Regions from separate parts of the Oryctolagus cuniculus genome. Here region 2 is linked to region 1. A link is a contact called in public Micro-C data. All regions are on one chromosome and are shown on one strand. Each heading gives the region's core, a stretch centred on a gene start, on an enhancer-like site or on the middle of the called end of the contact. The rest is flanking DNA. Distances are from core to core; before and after follow the strand shown.

The links. A called contact is a pair of places that touch in the nucleus more often than the background predicts.
Region 2: a Micro-C map of ear pinna shows a contact between it and region 1, with 5 times the contacts expected there. The contact joins the promoter of PABPC1 here to the promoter of RNF19A in region 1. A contact is called at or near these places in 2 of 6 Hi-C or Micro-C datasets (ear pinna and an unstated tissue).

The regions. Positions count from the first base shown.
Region 1 is chr6:125,791,609-125,794,207 of mOryCun1.1, reverse strand. It overlaps RNF19A (ring finger protein 19A, RBR E3 ubiquitin protein ligase), which reads left to right and starts at 1,283. Exons shown (of 10, transcript XM_051843960.2): 1 at 1,283-1,537.
Region 2 is chr6:126,167,311-126,169,909 of mOryCun1.1, reverse strand. PABPC1 (poly(A) binding protein cytoplasmic 1) reads left to right here and starts at 1,294. Exons shown (of 15, transcript XM_008255797.4): 1 at 1,294-1,990. The coding sequence starts at 1,798. LOC138849952 (a long non-coding RNA gene) reads right to left here and starts at 901. Exons shown (of 2, transcript XR_011389268.1): 1 at 765-901; 2 at 194-329.

The DNA of each region.
Region 1 (2,599 bases), core at 34-2,533:
CCTCTCAAGCCAATCTCCATCTGTGCTGAAATGTTGTTTAACATGTTGATATCTTTTCAAGGATTATATTATGTATGGGTACTGTTCCATCAATGTACTATTCTTATACTATCTGTAGGCTTCAAGTATCCCATAAACTGCTGGCTGCCTTCAAATAGCATTTAAAGGTGCATCTATAACAGTTTGAAAATTTCTGACAAATGAAAATAAACAGACCCATAATTACTTCCTTTAAAATTAACGTTCAAAGATACTTGGACCTCAACTGCCTTGCTTGTTCGGTTTTCTAATTGGTAAACATGACTGGGTTACCAACGATACCAACCACGGTCGGAAAGACCATGGCTCCCTGGTTTGTATCTAATTTCAATTAGACATACTAAAACAAGGATTGGAAGGATGATATATTTAGTTAAGAAACAGATGGCGAATGCAGTCTGTCCAGCATCTATCATATTCATTTCTCAGTATTCCAAAGAAGACTGATCTATATCTTGATGAGAAATAAACCAGGAGGAAATGGACCAGGCCCTGACTTTGTTCATTCAATTAAGAAGAATTTATACCAAGTCTTGTGTAAGGTAAAAAAATTAAAGGAGGGGTGTCTGGCAGGCTTAGAAGATAGGTGATGCAACAGTTAAAGCTAGATCAAAGTAATTCAGAAAGTAGCAGAGATCAATGAGCACTGAAATGTGAATTCTCAATGAGCATACGGCTTTGTGAAGTACCAAAATACGGAGTGACAAAGGTGAGTCCAAGGGAGTCTCCACACCCTCGCGCAAGGTGCTACTGTGGCCAAGGGCCATTAAAACTGACCGAGGGCACCTGCGGACGTACCGCGCCCAGAGCAGAACTCTGGGCCACGCAGCGGCCCCGCTCTCCCGGGTGCTGCCAATCAAGCAGGTGAACCGAGAAAGCACAAAAGGAATAAATAACGCCGTGCGAAAAGCCAGGAGCCGGCATCCTTCGCTCTGACAGCTCCAGCCATCCCCACCTGTCCTCGCAGGAGGGCGGGGAGACGCTGCCCCACAGCCCAGCCCACTCAGGGCGAATCTCTGCACGCGGCAGGGCGGGTGACTGCCCGGCCGCCCAGGTGCAGCCAGCGAAACGGTGCGCGGGCGTCCGGCGAACGCTCGACCAAGTCCCAGAGCCGCCCGCGGCGGGCCGGGTGGGCGTGACGCCATGACGCAAGGCACGTGGGTGGCGCGCCGAGGCGGGGCGGGGCGGGGCGGCCGGGGGGCGGGGGCGAGAGGAAGAAGTGGGAGGAGGAGGCGGGGAAAGCGGGGGCTGAGGGAGGGGGAATGGCAGTTGTGGTGCTGGTTCACCCCAGCAGCCTTCCAGCCAGAACTGCGGAGGAGGTCTGGGGAGCGGCCGTCGGGCCCCGGTCCCTCCGCTCTCCCCGCCCCGGCTGAGAGGCGCCGCTCGCCGCTGAGGGACCCCCCGCACCCGCAGCGCTTCCTCGGGTTCCTGCCGTCGCTCGGGGGAGATGGGCCTGCTCGCCCGCAGCTCTGCGTCGCCGCCGCTCTGAGGAGTTAAGGTACGGCGGGCACCGCAGGAGGTTGCACCCGGGAGCGGGCAGGGTGGCTCCGGTTTCCGACCCGACGAGCTCTGGCCTCGCGCCCTTCCCCGGGACGAAAATGGATTCGGAAGCCCCGGGACTTGGGGGTGGGGGGCGAGAAGGCGCCCCCTTCGGCGCCCTGCGAGAGGGGCTGGGGCCGCGGCCAGCCGGCCCGGGGCGTGGGGGGGGGGGGGACTCGGGGCCTCGAGGGTCAGGCCCAGGACTGGCCCCTGGGTTGGCTGCGCTGGCCGGGGCGGAGCCCGGGTGTCTGTGGAGCGGGCAGCCGGCCCGGCAGTGTTGTGACTGCCGAGGCGGTGCTCCCCTGGAGCACTCGCCCAGCCCCTGAAGCTGGCGAGACCGGAGGGCGGCTGCCCCGGCGGGGCGGCGGGGGCGGAGCGCATTCCTGACGGGTGAAATCGGCTCTAACGGGACCGGCTTCCGGGCCTGGCTTGCACATTCGGGGGGCCGGGGAGGTCGGCCCCCCAACGCCTGGGGCTGTTGGGCAGGAAAGCCGGGAGCCGGGGCGGGTTGGTCCGAGCAAGCTACACCCCCGGTGAACCGTGGTGTGTGGCTCCGGGATCTTCCGGGCTTGTCTTCCCCTGGACCTTCGTCTGGGTGTTCCCGGCCCGCACCCAGCAAGTAATGCCCCGACTTTGCATTTCCAGCTTTTATCAGCTGGGTTCCACCCTGCCCTCGCCCCCCACCTCCAGCCCCACCCTTTCCACCGATGGACCGTGGAAAAAGAAGTTTAGGGTTCGTTAACCTCGCGTCAAGGGCAGTACATAGAAGAAGGAAGAGAGTGGCGGAGGCTAGGTCTGTGGGAGAGAGGAAGGTGGACTTTTTCCCCCGTTGGCCTTCGGAGGTAGAAATACATGAAGGATGCTTGCTTACTCTGCTTAATATTGGCTGTTCAAAATGTGGCAGAATGTTCTGTTACGTTGACGTTGGAAAGGGCATCCCCAGGTGTTGGCCTTAAATGTTAGTAAACAGTGGAGGCGAAAAGCTGCTGCTGTGAAATGTTTGTGATCTTTTCTTTCCTTT
Region 2 (2,599 bases), core at 45-2,544, 380 kb before region 1:
TTACTTCTCCACCTCCCACCCAAGATTACTGTCAGGAACACACCATAGAACAGTTGTGGAAATGCTTAAATGCTCATTACCACCTGACGGCAGATTCTGTATATTGACCTGTCACTCCTATGAGCTGGCATTTTTAAGGCTACCAAGTGAATTTAGTGTTTAATTAAAGCTCACAACTAACGTAGGAAATTACTTTAAACATTTATAATTGGGGCGGTGTAGGCCATTCCTAATTTTGTCTGGTTGCAGGGCTGCGGTGCCATACACGAAACGGCTGCGACCAACTCCCACTCTCAGGAGAAACTCGTTTTTCTCCGGTGTGCGACCAGCTAAGCAAATACACAAACAGCACGAATCAGTGACCCCAACCTAGCACCTCAAGGCAACGCGTGGTCAGATCCCCCCCAGCCACAGCGACCCCGGCGACACGGAGGAGGGAGAGCGAGGCTCGGACCCCAGCACGCCGCCCCTCCCCCTCCCCCTCCCCCCGCAGCCCCGGAGCGGCGACGCGGGCCCCTCGCCCCGGACGGTTGGGGTCCCCGAGCGGTGGCCAGCACCCGCGGCCAGTTGGGCAGGGCGAGCGCCGCGGCCGTTGAGGACTGCAGCTCCCGGCAGGCACCGCTTCCGCGGCCGACGCGCGTGGCGGCGCTGCCCGCTGGGAGTCGTAGTGCGGTCCGGGTAGGAGAAAAGGGGGAAGCTGCCACCACCGGCTCCTCCCGTGCACGTTTCGGACACTGGGCCTGGAGGGGCCCTCGCCGGCCTACCCGTACCCGGCGTCCCCTCGGAGCGTAGGGAGCGCGGAGCGGGGGCCGGCGCGGCGGGAAAAAGGCCCCCGGAGGCCGCGCACGTGCGGGGTGGTTAGCGCTGAGGAACCCGGAAGCGCCGCGCACCGCCCACCGCGGCGGTGACGGGTTAACGCTCCTGCGGGTGGAGGTGGGGGAGGGCTGTGCGCCACGAGGGGCCGCCCCAGCCGACTCCGCCGAGCAGCGCCCGCCGGCCGGCCCTCCCTTCCCCCCCTCCCGCGGGCCCTACGCCGCGAGGCCCCGCCCCCGGCAGCGGCGCGTGCGCAGAGGCCCCGCCCCTCCGCCCAGCCCCACCCCCACACCCGCGGCCGCCACCTCTCTCCCATCCTCTCCGCTCTTTCCTCCTCCTGCTCTCTCTTCCCTCCTCCCCCTCGCCGCCTTGACTCCGCCTCCTCCGGCGCTGACGCTCGCGTAGGGCTCTGGCGTCAGACGCGCGGGGCGGGGCGGGTGCGGCGGGGGGTATAAGTAGAGGGTGCAGGAGGCGGTGCTTCCCCTTCTCCCCGGCGGTTAGTGCTGAGAGTGCGGAGTGTGTGCTCCGGGCTCGGAACACACATTTATTATTAAAAAAATCCAAAAAAAATCTAAAAAAACCTTTAAAAACCCAAAAAAAAATTTACAAAAAATCCGCGTCTCCCCCGCCGGAGACTTTTATTTTTTTTTTCTTCCTCTTTTATAAAATAACCCGGTGAAGCAGCCGAGACCGACCCGCCCGCCCGCCCGCAGCAGCTCCCAGAAGGAACCGAGAGACCGAGGCCTTCCCCGCTGCCCGGACCCGACACCGCCACCCTCGCTCCCAACCGGCAGCCCGCAGCCAGCGGCAGCGGATCGACCCGGTTCTGCGGCCGTTGAGTAGTTGTCGATTCCGGTTGAATTTTGTCCCTCTGCGCTTGCCCCCGCTCCCATCCCCCCGGCGCCGGCCCCCCGGCCCCAGCACTCGCCCTCCTCCTCTCACGGAAAGGTCGCGGCCTGTGGCCCTGCGGGCAGCCGTGCCGAGATGAACCCCAGCGCCCCCAGCTACCCCATGGCCTCGCTCTACGTGGGGGACCTGCACCCCGACGTGACCGAGGCGATGCTCTACGAGAAGTTCAGCCCGGCCGGGCCCATCCTCTCCATCCGGGTCTGCAGGGACATGATCACCCGCCGTTCCTTGGGCTACGCGTATGTGAACTTCCAGCAGCCGGCGGACGGTGAGCGCCGGGCCCGGCGGGCGGGCGGGCGGGCGGGCGGCCATGAGGCCCGGGCGGCGGCGGCGGCGGCGGCGGCGGCGGGCGGGCTAGGCCGGGGCGGGGGTGGGAGGGCTTGTCACCCACCCTGCGGGGGCCCGGCGGGGCGACACCCCTGGCCCGCCCGCCCGGGGACCCGCGCGGCCGGCCGCCCCACGCCCCCCGCGTGCCGGGCCACTTCCTCCTTTGCGACCATTTTCTCGGCCTCGGCGGCTCTGAAACTTTGGGGGTGATGACGCGCCGGGGAGGGCGGCTGAGATGTCCGGTCCCTGCCCGGCGCTCCCGCCGCCCAGCCGCAGCAGCGTTCGCCGCCGAGTTCTCGGGGCGTGGGTGGGAGGCGCTCGCTCCTGCCCGGCGTCCCCGGCCCGGGGAGGAAGTGCAGTTTGGTGCTCGAAAAACACCACGTGTTGAACCCTGTAACCCCGCAGGCCGAGGCCTGTGCCTGCTCCCGGCCCAGTCGCCTGGGGGAGCCACCGGGCCTTAGGATGAAGTTGAACGTGGGGAGGAGTGGCGGGGGTCCTGAGCCCCGCGGGTGTGCCGTTCACTGCTGCGTGGCTGGCGGCCGCGGAGACG